Linked DNA regions of Mus musculus: regions 1 and 3 are each linked to region 2. Evidence: chromatin contacts called from public ChIA-PET data. All regions are on one chromosome and are shown on one strand. Each heading gives the region's core, a stretch centred on a gene start, on an enhancer-like site or on the middle of the called end of the contact. The rest is flanking DNA. Distances are from core to core; before and after follow the strand shown. Region 1 has its middle 4.0 kb from the start of Gm38729. Region 2 overlaps Card11 (caspase recruitment domain family, member 11). Region 3 has its middle 21 kb from the start of Gm38730.

The links. ChIA-PET counts read pairs in DNA pulled down with a chosen protein or histone mark.
Region 1: a contact with region 2 is called in an RNA polymerase II ChIA-PET map of memory CD8 T cells, with 228 read pairs. The contact joins two enhancer-like sites. A contact is called at or near these places in 5 of 39 promoter capture datasets (the C10 cell line, cranial neural crest, pre-B cells and 2 more), 6 of 484 Hi-C or Micro-C datasets (CD4 T cells, CD8 T cells, Th1 cells and 2 more), 4 of 115 datasets of contacts at active chromatin or transcription factors (T-cell acute lymphoblastic leukemia, double positive thymocytes, effector CD8 T cells and 1 more) and 3 of 9 other capture datasets (adipose tissue, liver and pancreatic islet).
Region 3: a contact with region 2 is called in an RNA polymerase II ChIA-PET map of memory CD8 T cells, with 117 read pairs. The contact joins two enhancer-like sites. A contact is called at or near these places in 3 of 484 Hi-C or Micro-C datasets (CD4 T cells, myeloid progenitors and olfactory sensory neurons) and 3 of 115 datasets of contacts at active chromatin or transcription factors (effector CD8 T cells, large pre-B cells and memory CD8 T cells).

What each region holds. Positions count from the first base shown.
Region 1 is chr5:141,015,718-141,019,310 of GRCm38.p6, reverse strand. No RefSeq gene overlaps it. Among named protein-coding and RNA genes, the nearest start is that of Gm38729, 4.0 kb to the right of the region's middle. Within about 2 kb of position 1,355, at least 92 of the 459 cell types and tissues checked have an H3K27ac peak or open chromatin away from gene starts, as enhancers often do. A contact at or near this core is called in CD8 T cells, T-cell acute lymphoblastic leukemia, Th1 cells and 3 more, where this site is marked.
Region 2 is chr5:140,870,564-140,874,033 of GRCm38.p6, reverse strand. It overlaps Card11 (caspase recruitment domain family, member 11), which reads left to right. Exons shown (of 25, transcript NM_175362.2): 25 at 505-1,035. The coding sequence ends at 709. All of the region lies in intron 3 of Gm30804 (a long non-coding RNA gene), which reads right to left. Among named protein-coding and RNA genes, the nearest start is that of Gm52831, 19 kb to the right of the region's middle. Within about 2 kb of position 1,278, at least 97 of the 459 cell types and tissues checked have an H3K27ac peak or open chromatin away from gene starts, as enhancers often do. A contact at or near this core is called in CD8 T cells, T-cell acute lymphoblastic leukemia, Th1 cells and 4 more, where this site is marked.
Region 3 is chr5:141,041,956-141,045,722 of GRCm38.p6, reverse strand. No RefSeq gene overlaps it. Among named protein-coding and RNA genes, the nearest start is that of Gm38730, 21 kb to the left of the region's middle. Within about 2 kb of position 1,447, at least 96 of the 459 cell types and tissues checked have an H3K27ac peak or open chromatin away from gene starts, as enhancers often do. A contact at or near this core is called in effector CD8 T cells, memory CD8 T cells and myeloid progenitors, where this site is marked.

The sequences.
Region 1 (3,593 bases), core at 106-2,605, 150 kb before region 2:
GACTATTTTTCTTTTTAATTAGACTTTGGTCATATCCTAAGCTAGAGGTCAACTTGTTTTTTTGGTTTTAGTTTGTTTTTTTGGATTTTTTTTTCTTGATAATCTTGTTTAATTACACATGGTAAATTGTTCCCATTGTTCCAAGAATTGACTAACCAGAAAATGTTTCATGGTATGTTAACTGTCTGACCATAAACCTGTAACAAGCACCTTTCCCATGATTATAAAAATAGCTGCAAAATTCCGCTTTTGTGATCACTTTTTATACAAGGGTCCTCCTGCTTCTGGTCTGGGCTGCTTTCATTCTCCTACTCCTGAGGAGAGTGTAAGTCTGGCCTAGCCAGAAAAGTACAGTTTTTGCCTTGCAACATCTCAATGTTAGCGCCTAGTTTTCAGCATCATGACAAGAAACAACTCCCTCAAGTTATCCTTTGACCTCCACTTACACATAATTGCATGTACCACTCTTGTCCCCCACAAATACACACACACACACACACACACACACACACACGAGATCAACATTGACCTCTGACTTCCAGAATACACATGTGCGTACGCACACGCACCTGCACACACAGAAATTAGCCATCAGAGGAACCATAGTGAGCAGTGGGAGACCAGATGGGAAGAGTCAAAGGTTATTATTGGTCCAGTCCCCTAGAGAGCCAGGATACCCTCTTCCTTTCAACCATTCATGTAGAATCATTCTTCATGGCTCAGCTACAGCAGAGAAAGCCCAGGGATAGAGTCCAGGTGGTGTCTCTTGGGAAGGTGGGGCTCTGTCCCCAGTAAAAAGCTCAGAGGCAGGGGTGAGGGCCTTACAGCTCCTTCCCTTGACAGCTGCATCAGCAGCCAGAAGAAACACTTCCTCTTTCCTGCTATGGCTTGCTCCTCCTCTAGAAACAGCTCTCTCTCTCTCTCTCTCTCTCTCTCTCTCTCTCTCTCTCTCTCTCTCTCTCCTCTCAGTTGTGTATAAGAAAACCATCTCTCTCCATTTCCCTCACTCCATATAAACATCCTAAAGTGCATCCTAAGTGTGTGTGGCCAGCTAAAGACCTTGAAGAGTGTTGTGATGCCTGCAGGTGGCATCCCCTTTCATTAGACTCTTAGCTCCTTCCTGGGCTCAGTGGCAAAGCAATGTTTACAAAACTTTCCACTCTGAAGCATCTCTCTCTCTCTCTCTCTCTCTCTCTCTCTCTCTCTCTCTCTCTCTGTGTGTGTGTGTGTGTGTGTGTGTGTGTGTGTGTGTGTGTGTGTGTGTGAACGGTGAAAGAGGAAAGGGAGGGGTCGGGGCTGGTGGTGGTAGGTAGAGGTGCTATTTCATATAAAAAAGGAAACTGAAAGAAATATTGAGGACCCAGGATTACACAGTGAGTTCAAGGCAAATCCCACAGCAGAACCCAGCTGCTTGAATGTGCAAGGGTCAGGGGACACATATCCTACAGGCCTACTGTCCTACATCTCTGAACACAGTCCCCAGAGCATTGAAGTTCAGCTCTGACAGTGTGTGCCCTTGGACTTCTGTGCTATGCTGTGAGAGACATACAAAAAGGGCACACATTATTCGTGCCCACAGGAGAACCTGTTTGTGCATTAGAGGGGATTAAGTCCAAGAAAGGACCCAAAGGACTCAGGAAAAGTAAGGTGAGCCTTCAAAAACTAAGGGTAGGGTACTAGAGGCACCTCTATGCTGGGTGCAAGCAAAAATGGTACATTGTAACCATAAAACCAACTGTGATTAGCTACAAACACACACACACACACACACACACACCAAAAAGAAAGAAAGAAAGAAAGAAAGAAAGAAAGAAAGAAAGAAAGAAAGAAAGAAAGAAAGAAAGAAAGAAAGAAAGAAAGAAAGAAAAGAAGAACAATCTAACAGCAATCCTACACAATATCGGAAATCAATCATCTTCCCCCTGGAAAGTAGTCTTGGATGAGTATAAGTTCTAAACAACTGATGGGGTTACCTTTGGATTTTAATAATATATATGTGAGCCTCAAATTGCTACATTGGTTATTACTTGAACGTAGGAACTCACTCAGAGGACCCTGCTGTAGGATATGCCCCCAAAGCATACATTGTTTCAAGAATGAGTTACCATGGCAACAAACTAGGACTGCCCACTCTGGCTACTTCTAGTAGTCCTAGCCCAGGCAATTAGGCAAGAAAAAGAAATGAACGGTATCCAGATAGGAAAAGAAACACGATTGTTCCTATCCTCAGATGGCAAAGTTTTGTAGAAAACCCGAGAAATCCACTAAACCCCATCACGAATAATAAATGAGTTCTGCAAGCTTGAAAAATACGAGATCAATGGATAAAAATCAATCGGGGTGGGCCACACTGTGGAGGATTGGGACACCACACTTTAATGAAAATTGCTGTACCCAGAGGATACTGGCAGGCCCAGAGCATCTGAAGAGTTATTAATAAAATACTGATATATTTAATTTCTCTAGTCAGATACTTCGAAATTACACAGACCATCCCTGTGCGTCCAGTTATGTTCAGCATTTCCTGATACAAACAAAAGACACAAGAAAGTGTGTGAGTGTGTGTGAGTTCAAATTATGGGAATGTAGAAGTTGGAACATATGAGTGGGGAGAGAGAGAAAGAGAGAGAGTTGTTTGAGTGTGTGTGTGTGTGTGTGTGTGTGTGTGTGTGTGTGAATTTGAATGTCTGTTTGAGTTTGAATATGTGGGTTTAAGTTCGTGAGTTTAAGGGAGTTTGTGAGTTTGAACTTGTGTGAGTGTTTGTGTGAAAATATGCCTTTCGTGGGTGTATGAGTCCCGTGGGAAGCAAATAGGTATGTGGAAGTGTTTTAGTGCATGAGTGTGCTGTGTAGATGTATATGTTAATGTGATTTCAAGTTACACTCCTCAGCCATATGTCTGGATAGTTTTCTAACTGCCAACCTGATACAGCCTTCAATCAACTAAGAAGAAAGCCTCCACTGAAGAGTAGCTTAGATCAGATTGGCCTGTGGGTGTGTCTGTGAGGAATTGCTTTGTTAATTGGTGTGAGAAGGCCCAGCCCACTGTGGGTGGCACCATCCCTAGGCAGGTGGTCCTGAGCTGTGAGAAAGCCAGCTAAGCATGAGCCTGGGAACCAGCCAGCAAGCAGCATCCTCCACGGTCCCTGCTCTACTTCTTTGTGAGTAAGTTCCCTGGTCACAGACAATATTTTGTAGAATAGCAAGTAGGCCTGCCTTAAAGTTCCTACCTTGAGCTCCCTTAGTGATGACTGTGATGTACAAGTTTAAGTGGAAATAAACCCTTAGCTCTCCTATGTTACTTTTGGACAGTGTTTTGTCACAGAAACAGAAATAAAAGAAAGACACCATGGAAACAAAAACAGCATGGTACCAGACCCCAGACAGACAGACAGATAGACAGACATGCATGCATGCACACACACACACAAACACACACACACATCAATAAACTAGAACAGAACCAGGTGTAAACCCACTACAGACACTTGATTTTTCATAAAGATCCCCAAACATACATTGTTTCCTTAGATTGTATCTTAAAGAGAAAATACTGGGGATACAAGCACTGCATGTAGACACAAGCACTGGAT
Region 2 (3,470 bases), core at 29-2,528:
GGTGGAATAGTATCCAACCCTGAAAAGGGAGAGTATTCTAACACCTGCCAGGATAGGGGTGGCTCTCAAGGATAGGATGCTGTAAAAAATCAACCAGGAAGACAGGCAACATAGGGTTCCACTTACGGGAAATCCCTTAAGTATCAGACTCATAGAGACAGGAAGCAGTGATAGGAGCCAAGATGAAACACAGGGGGAGAGAGTGGAGTTTGTGTTTAATGGGGACAGAGTTTCCATTTGGGACGATGTCCTGATTCTGGAATGAAAGGTTCTCACCATGTAGCCCAGGCTAGCTTTGAATTCACATATTAGTGAGTACACTCACGGCTATAATCCCAGCACTAGGGAGGTGAAGGCAGCAGGTCCCCGTCATGTGTGGTCCTTGACCCCCACAGGCAACTGTACAACCCAGGCTTCTAGCTCACACTGTGAGCATCGAGCCCTGCAGCCTCCCCATGTCTTCCCCTGCCTGCTGTCTCTCCCTGCCCACCTCTCCACCCCCAGGAAGCTGCTGCCGCGGCCAGAGACGGAAGAGGAATTCCTGCGAGTGTGCAGGCTCAAAGAGAAGGAGCTGGAGGCGCTGCCCTGCCTCTACGCCACCGTGGAAGCTGAGATGTGGAGCAGCGTGGAGGAGCTGCTGCGAGTCCTCAAAGACAAGATTGTAGAGGAGCAGCGCAAGACCATCTGGGTGGACGAGGACCAGCTGTGAGCTTGTCTGGGTCTGACCTACACACAGACACACCGGGGTCCTGAGCCCCTAGCAACAAAGTTACCAGACACCAGACGCCTGGTGGAAGGTCAGGCTCTGCTGGCGTGAACAGAGATGAGCAACCCCAGAGCCTGGGGCCCAAGGCCAGCAACCAGAGCAGCAGTTGAATGTAAACTCACGGGACAGGGACGGGTAAACTGCCTGCAGGCCTCCAGCAGCCACAGTGGCTGCCAGCCCAAGAAGAAGCACGAAACATGCGTCCCAGGCTGGGGAGACAGGACTCCTCCTATGCCGTTCTTTTTCTTGCATTAAAATTCCTCCAGTTCTCCTTTGCAGAGGTTCTTATCCCACAGTCTCACTAGCAGGTGTTTCCATCAAGCACAGTCAAGGTGGGAATGGGCTAAGCTTTCCCACGCAAACGTATGCTCTGAAGGGAGGTGAAATGAGACCCTTTCGACCCTTACCAGATGCTAACTGTAGAGTTTCTCCGCTGGAGGTGGGGCCTCGGGAGCCACGCCTACCCCTGCAAGCCCTGTAAAGAGTGTTTACTGGTTTGATCCTGTACAGAAAACCACAGCCTCTGGGCTGGTGAGCGCAACGCCCTGCCTGTACGGAGGACAGCATTTCACCGCTCTCCCTGCTATCCTCAGACTTTTGCAATCTCTCCACACACACTCTTGGTGGGGGGGGGAGGGGGTTGAGACAGATGCTCCATCTACAGCTGAGCCCTCTTGGCCACTTACCCTGAGCACTCTGACCAGCTACCAGCCTCTGCAGAGAACTCTGCCCCAAGGCACAGTGGGGCCTCTCCGACCCGGGTTGAAAACGTAAGGCTTCTGTGGCTACATTATGACAAATATCACAGGTTGAATCTTCATGGCTTTGTCACCTTATCAAGGCACCAATTGTCCCATCTTTGTTCTCATTAAAACAACACACACACAACAAAAAAACAAAAACAGAAAACAGCATAGTGCAGCCTGTAGCAGTTTCGTCATTTTAAAAAGATACCAAAAGTGCAACATAGGAAGCTGAGAGTGGGTAGCCGGGGGACCCGGAGGCCACTGCTTCTCTCCTTTCTGCCTCATGGCCCATCCCTAGTCTGCCAAGGACCCAGGCACCTTTCAAATCAACACTCCTAGCAGCCAACAAGCATGGCATCTCCCCCCCACCCCCCAACAGACCATAGAAACAAGTTAACTGCTCTGGGGCTGCCAAGGTCCAGCTGCAGCCATTTAAGTCGCGATAAAGCGCCTGGTGAGGAGCGGAGGGGCTGCAGGGCCAACGCTCCACCTCTATAATGCCTGAAGTGATGGTAAATTTCCTTCAAGCAGAGGCCGTCTCACTTCCACTTAGAAGTCTCGCCAAGGGGACAGACGTGACCAGAAAGGAGCCTCGGATAGAAAGTCTACTGATTTATTTCTATTTATTTATTTAAGTTCGGAAGCCTCGGGCTGGCTGGCCTGAAAAGCCAAACGGACTTGCATAGAGTTTGGGGGGAGGGATGCAGCGTGAAGATCTGGGAAGGAATGAGTGTCTAAGATGCTCCCCCCAGGGATGGCCAAGCTCTAGTCTGCAAGACTGAGAGGCAGGCCCAGAGCCGCAAGGGTGGACGGCAGAGAAAGATGGAAGGAGGTTCCCCCTAACACCCCACTCTCTCTACACTGATCTTAAGTCAACACAGCCTCAAGTTCTCAGGCTCCTGGACCTCGTCCTCCCCAGAGGACTACCACAGGCTTGCCAGCCCTCCCCAACAGAGGGCTCTCACCCAGGGCCTCTCTGGAAGGAACGCTCCCATGTGGGCAGAACCCAAAGCTGCACAGGAAAGGGCGTGTGGGGAGGCAGGAGAAAAAAGGGGTGTTTTCTGTGTTGTTTGGACATGAAAGTCATGAGTGAGGATGGAGGTGCTGGTGCCCCGCCTCAACCCCGGGGCTGCTTTGAAGCCACTGGGTGCCTAGTTCAAAATCATATTGAAAGTTTCCACGCTAGCTGGGTGGCTGGAAGTGACCCTCCCCCACCCCCACCCCTGTGGGAATTTGTTTTTGTAACAATGTGTCAAGTTCAGGTTCCATTCTGAGCTTCTCCCCTGCCTGTCTGATGGGCGGTGATGGGAGGAGGGAGAGGTGGGGGTGGGGGTGGGCAGACTGGAAAAATTGCATTCACCTATAGGTTTACATCTGAAGGAGGAGGAAGGAGAGGAGGGAGAGGAGGAGGGAAGATAAGAGAAAGGAGAAATGACAAAACGGAGTGGCAGAATACATGCTGCCTAGTGAGCCCCAAGGATCCCTGGGATGGAGAGCCCAAGATACCATCCCTGGTTTGTTGATGTGGATTCTGGGGATTGAACTCAGGTCCCCAAGCTTGTCATGCAAGTACTTTACCAAGTGAGCCACCTACCAACCCAATTTTGAGTAATGAATCTCTGGGAATCGGAGCCATGAAAGCCAGTCAAAATGTGTGTGTGTGTGTGTGTGTGTGTGTGTGTGTGTGTGTGTGTGTGTGTGAGTGATGGCGCGTGCTTGGAGACAAGAGGACGGATTGCAAAAGTCTCTCTTCTCTCTTTCCACCATGTAGTTCTCAGGGACCAAAATCATGTCTGTCAGGCTTGATGGCCAGCGACTTTGTCTGCTAGATCATCTCACTGAGACTTTATTCTCAGGGCCTCACTGCTGACCCTGCCTGTGGCTCCACTATTCGCACTGCAGGGGAGACTCCTCCTGAATCTCTACCCGTCCTCCCTGCAAACACAGGAGCATGTATC
Region 3 (3,767 bases), core at 198-2,697, 170 kb before region 2:
TGTTGGCAAACAGAATTAACTTGGGGGCAGGGCCACTCAGTATCTTACTTGTGAACTCTTTCAGACTCTCTCATCTCTGGTGTTTCAGTCTTGGGGGCCCCAAATTAGCCAGCATAGGCCAACACATTACATTAGTACCTGAGCTCAGACACTCAATGCCCATGTAGAAAAGTCCGGGCCTAGTGTCACTTGCATGTAGCTCAGTGCTGGGGTGGATGGAGATGCTTGGTGGATGGATACCTGGGCTTGCTGGTGGTTGGCCTAGCCTACACAGGCAGTTCTAAGGAGTGAGAGAATTTGTCCTAATAGTTAAGGTGGCCAGGCACTAAGGACTGCCACCTAAGGTTGCCCTCTGCCCTCCACACACACACACTCTCGCACACACACGCACATGCACAAGCACACATGCACTTGAGCACATACGGACATTCATGCACACACACACACACACACACACACACACACACACACACTCATCCACACATAATCACAATTATCACTGAAAGCACCTAGCTTACAGGCTCAACCCCTTATCCTGCTTCTGCAGCCTCCGATTCTTATCTGTGGGAAATCACAAGGTCCTGTGGTATCAGGATCCCACCCCCGACCCCAGGCAGAGGTAGCTGCTGAAACAGGAAGTGTTTATCCACACAGTAAGACCGAGACCGCCAGCAAAAGCTGAGGAGAAAAGTAAAGAAAAGTGTGCGTGCTGCGTGGACTGATTTTCATAAAATTAACATCATAGTGTATAATAATGCTCCCAATATAACGTCTTTTCCCAATTAATATTTATAACCTTGCACGGATTAAATCATACTTTTGTGATTATGTTAATCATCATTTTTAAGCCTTATTCAGGGCCAAAGATAACAGCTGGCTGCGCTTTTTGCTTTGTTTTGTTTCCTTTTCTTTTTGAGACAGTCTTCCTACATAGCCCAGGCTAGCCTCAAATTCTCAATCTTTTCGCTTTGGCCTCCAGTGTGTGGAGATTACAGGCACATGCTGTAGTGCCTGGCTTTTTCTTTTGTTGGCTTTTGTCTTTAGAAAGTTCTAGTGACATTCCAAATTCTTCCAAGAGAGAGAGCCATTGTGACTTTAATAATGGTGACACACGTTCACATAGGCATCTGCCCCTGAAACTGAAGTCTTCTTAGACACCTGGTTCCAAAAGGTTTCAGGTTTTTATGATTCTTTCTAGAAGTGTCCCTCTTTTGCACACATTAAACATAATTGAAATGGGAGACGCATCCACTCGGCACCCACGCCCTCCTGAACCTCTGTCTCACGGCAGGACCGTTGCCTCCTGGGATAAGGGTCTTCAGCAAGCATGAGAGACCAGCGTGCCCAGCAGGCTAGTGCAGGCAGAGTTACATCCTGCACGCTGCCCGTCTGCTCTCCCAACTGCTCAGCTATGGGCTCCATCCGACACCCTAGCTTTGTTCGCAGAAGCTGCACACTCCACCCCTCAGCACAGGAAGTAGAGCACGAAGCTGCATCAAGTCTGTGGGCTGGCAGTGGGCAAACCTCACGGCTCTTCCTTTCCCAGCAACAGATTCTTTTTCTTCGTCCTTTTAAGGACTGAAGAGATGGCTTAGTTCCTGTGTAAGCGCAAGGACCTGCGTTTGGATCCTCAGCTCCCACGGTGCACCTCAAAGTGCTCAGAAAAAAAAAAAAATCTGCTGCGTGCTCGGCCCTAAATGGGGCATCTATATCCAACCCTCCTACATGATTCAGGGAACATCATGGAAGCCAGGCAGAAGATGAAGAAGAGAGTTGTGAAACACTGGCTTCTGGACATGACCATGGTACCCGTGAACCCACAGCTGCTGTGGTTACCTGCGCACAGACAAGCCCGACATCATTCCAGCATGGATTGGGGAGGAGCTCACAGGCTCCACCCTCATCCATGATTGGCAGCTGATTGCTGCAAGGGGAGGGAGTCAGTTATAGTCAAAGACAGCAAACGCTTCTGCCTTACACACATGGGTAGGAGCTGCCATAACTGGATTCAGCCTGTTGTAACAAAATAAGAACACATAAAGTTGGGAGGGGGACATAATAGGGGGTCTTGGAAAAGGGAATTAGAGGGTGGATAGGATCAAAATGTCTTGTAGACGTGCATGCAACTCCCAGAGAATAAGTAATATTAGATATACTTAAAGCCAGGTGTCAAGCATTCCTCTTTAACTGCAGCACAGAGGGATACAGAGGCAAGTGGACTCCTGAGGCTCACTGGCCAGCCAGCTCTCGGCTCAGTGAAAGATCCTGCCTTAAGAACTAAGGTGAAGCACAACCAATGCAGGAAGACACTTAACCATCAACCTCCACACATGTGCACATACATGCATGCACACTTGCACACACATCAGCACATGCATATGTGGAGGAAAGATCGCATGACCCCTCTGCTGAATCCTGCGTTAGCCAGGCCTGCTATGAGACAGTACCACCAGCCAGGCAGCTCAGTAGTAACATGTCATGCTGTTGGGGGGTTGGGGGTGGGGTGGGGTCTGAAGTCCAAGGTCAAGGGGTCTCAGCTTGGTTCCTACGGAGGACTGGAAAGCAAGAGGTATGTCTTCCCATCTCTGTCACTTGACAACAATCTTTGATGACCCTTGACTTGTGCACTTAAGGGAGGCAGCTCACAACTCCAGGGTACTGTTCATCACAGCAGGAAGACAATGCATGGATGTAAAGCAGCTAGGAACATCCCATCCAGTCCGGAGGAGAGAAATGATTGAAGACGTGCCTAACAGTCAGACAGTTCTCTACCCTTACACATGCCGGCTCCAAACCAAGGGCTGCTGCTGGCCACTCAGACTGGGGCTTGGCACATGAGTTAAGGCAAATCAAGACAAGCCCTGACCCAAACCACCTGCTGCTCAGCTCCCTTTAACTTAAGCGCAAGATCGGATCTAGATAATCATCCCTCATGGAGCCAATTCTCCCAGGTGATCCTAGACTGTATCGCTGGACAATTAACAACTGACCTTGCACAGGGAGACAGGAATGCTGGGACTCAGCTGCCTCCTTTAGCCTCAGTCCAGGACCCCGCCCCATAGGGCGGTCCTGCTCACTGTGAGGGTGGGTCTTCCTACCTCAGTTCACCCAATATAGAAACTCCCTCCTAGACATGTCCAGAGGTTCCCACTCCCTTATACCCACCACCCAAACCTCCCTACTTACCACTACCCCTCCACCCTTGCAACACTCCCCCCCCCCAACCCCGTGATTCTAAATCCCATAAACTGACAATTAAAATGAACCACCACAGGGTCTGCCTAAAGACCTTGTCTTAATTTGGTTATCTGTAGAGAACCTATTTCCCAATAAGGCTGCATTCCAGGCCCTGGGTGGGGGGAGCGGTTAGAATTTCAGCATCACTGGGCACATGGTTACGTCTAAAACAGGCCCTTCCTCTCTCTCTCTTCCTATGGAAAGGAGAGGGGTGACACAGGATTATAAATAGGTTATTGAGCTTCTCTGAAGCTCCAGAGAAAGCCCTGGGGCAACCCAGAGGGGACTCTGAAAATAAGGGGCACCCAGGGCTGCCTTCAGGCTGGAGATAGCATAGATGTCCTTGTACCCTGTTTGGACAGATGCCACCGAGGGTGGATGTGACTCAGACCAGCACCCTCTCCAGAAGAGGGTTTCTCACCTGCTCTCTCTACTTCCTGGTCCGCTCAGACAAAGGGAGCCTCTGTCTGCCTCATGCCCGCGCCACCACAGGCTAAGCTGCTCTTACCAAGCCTTCCCCGGCATGGTGG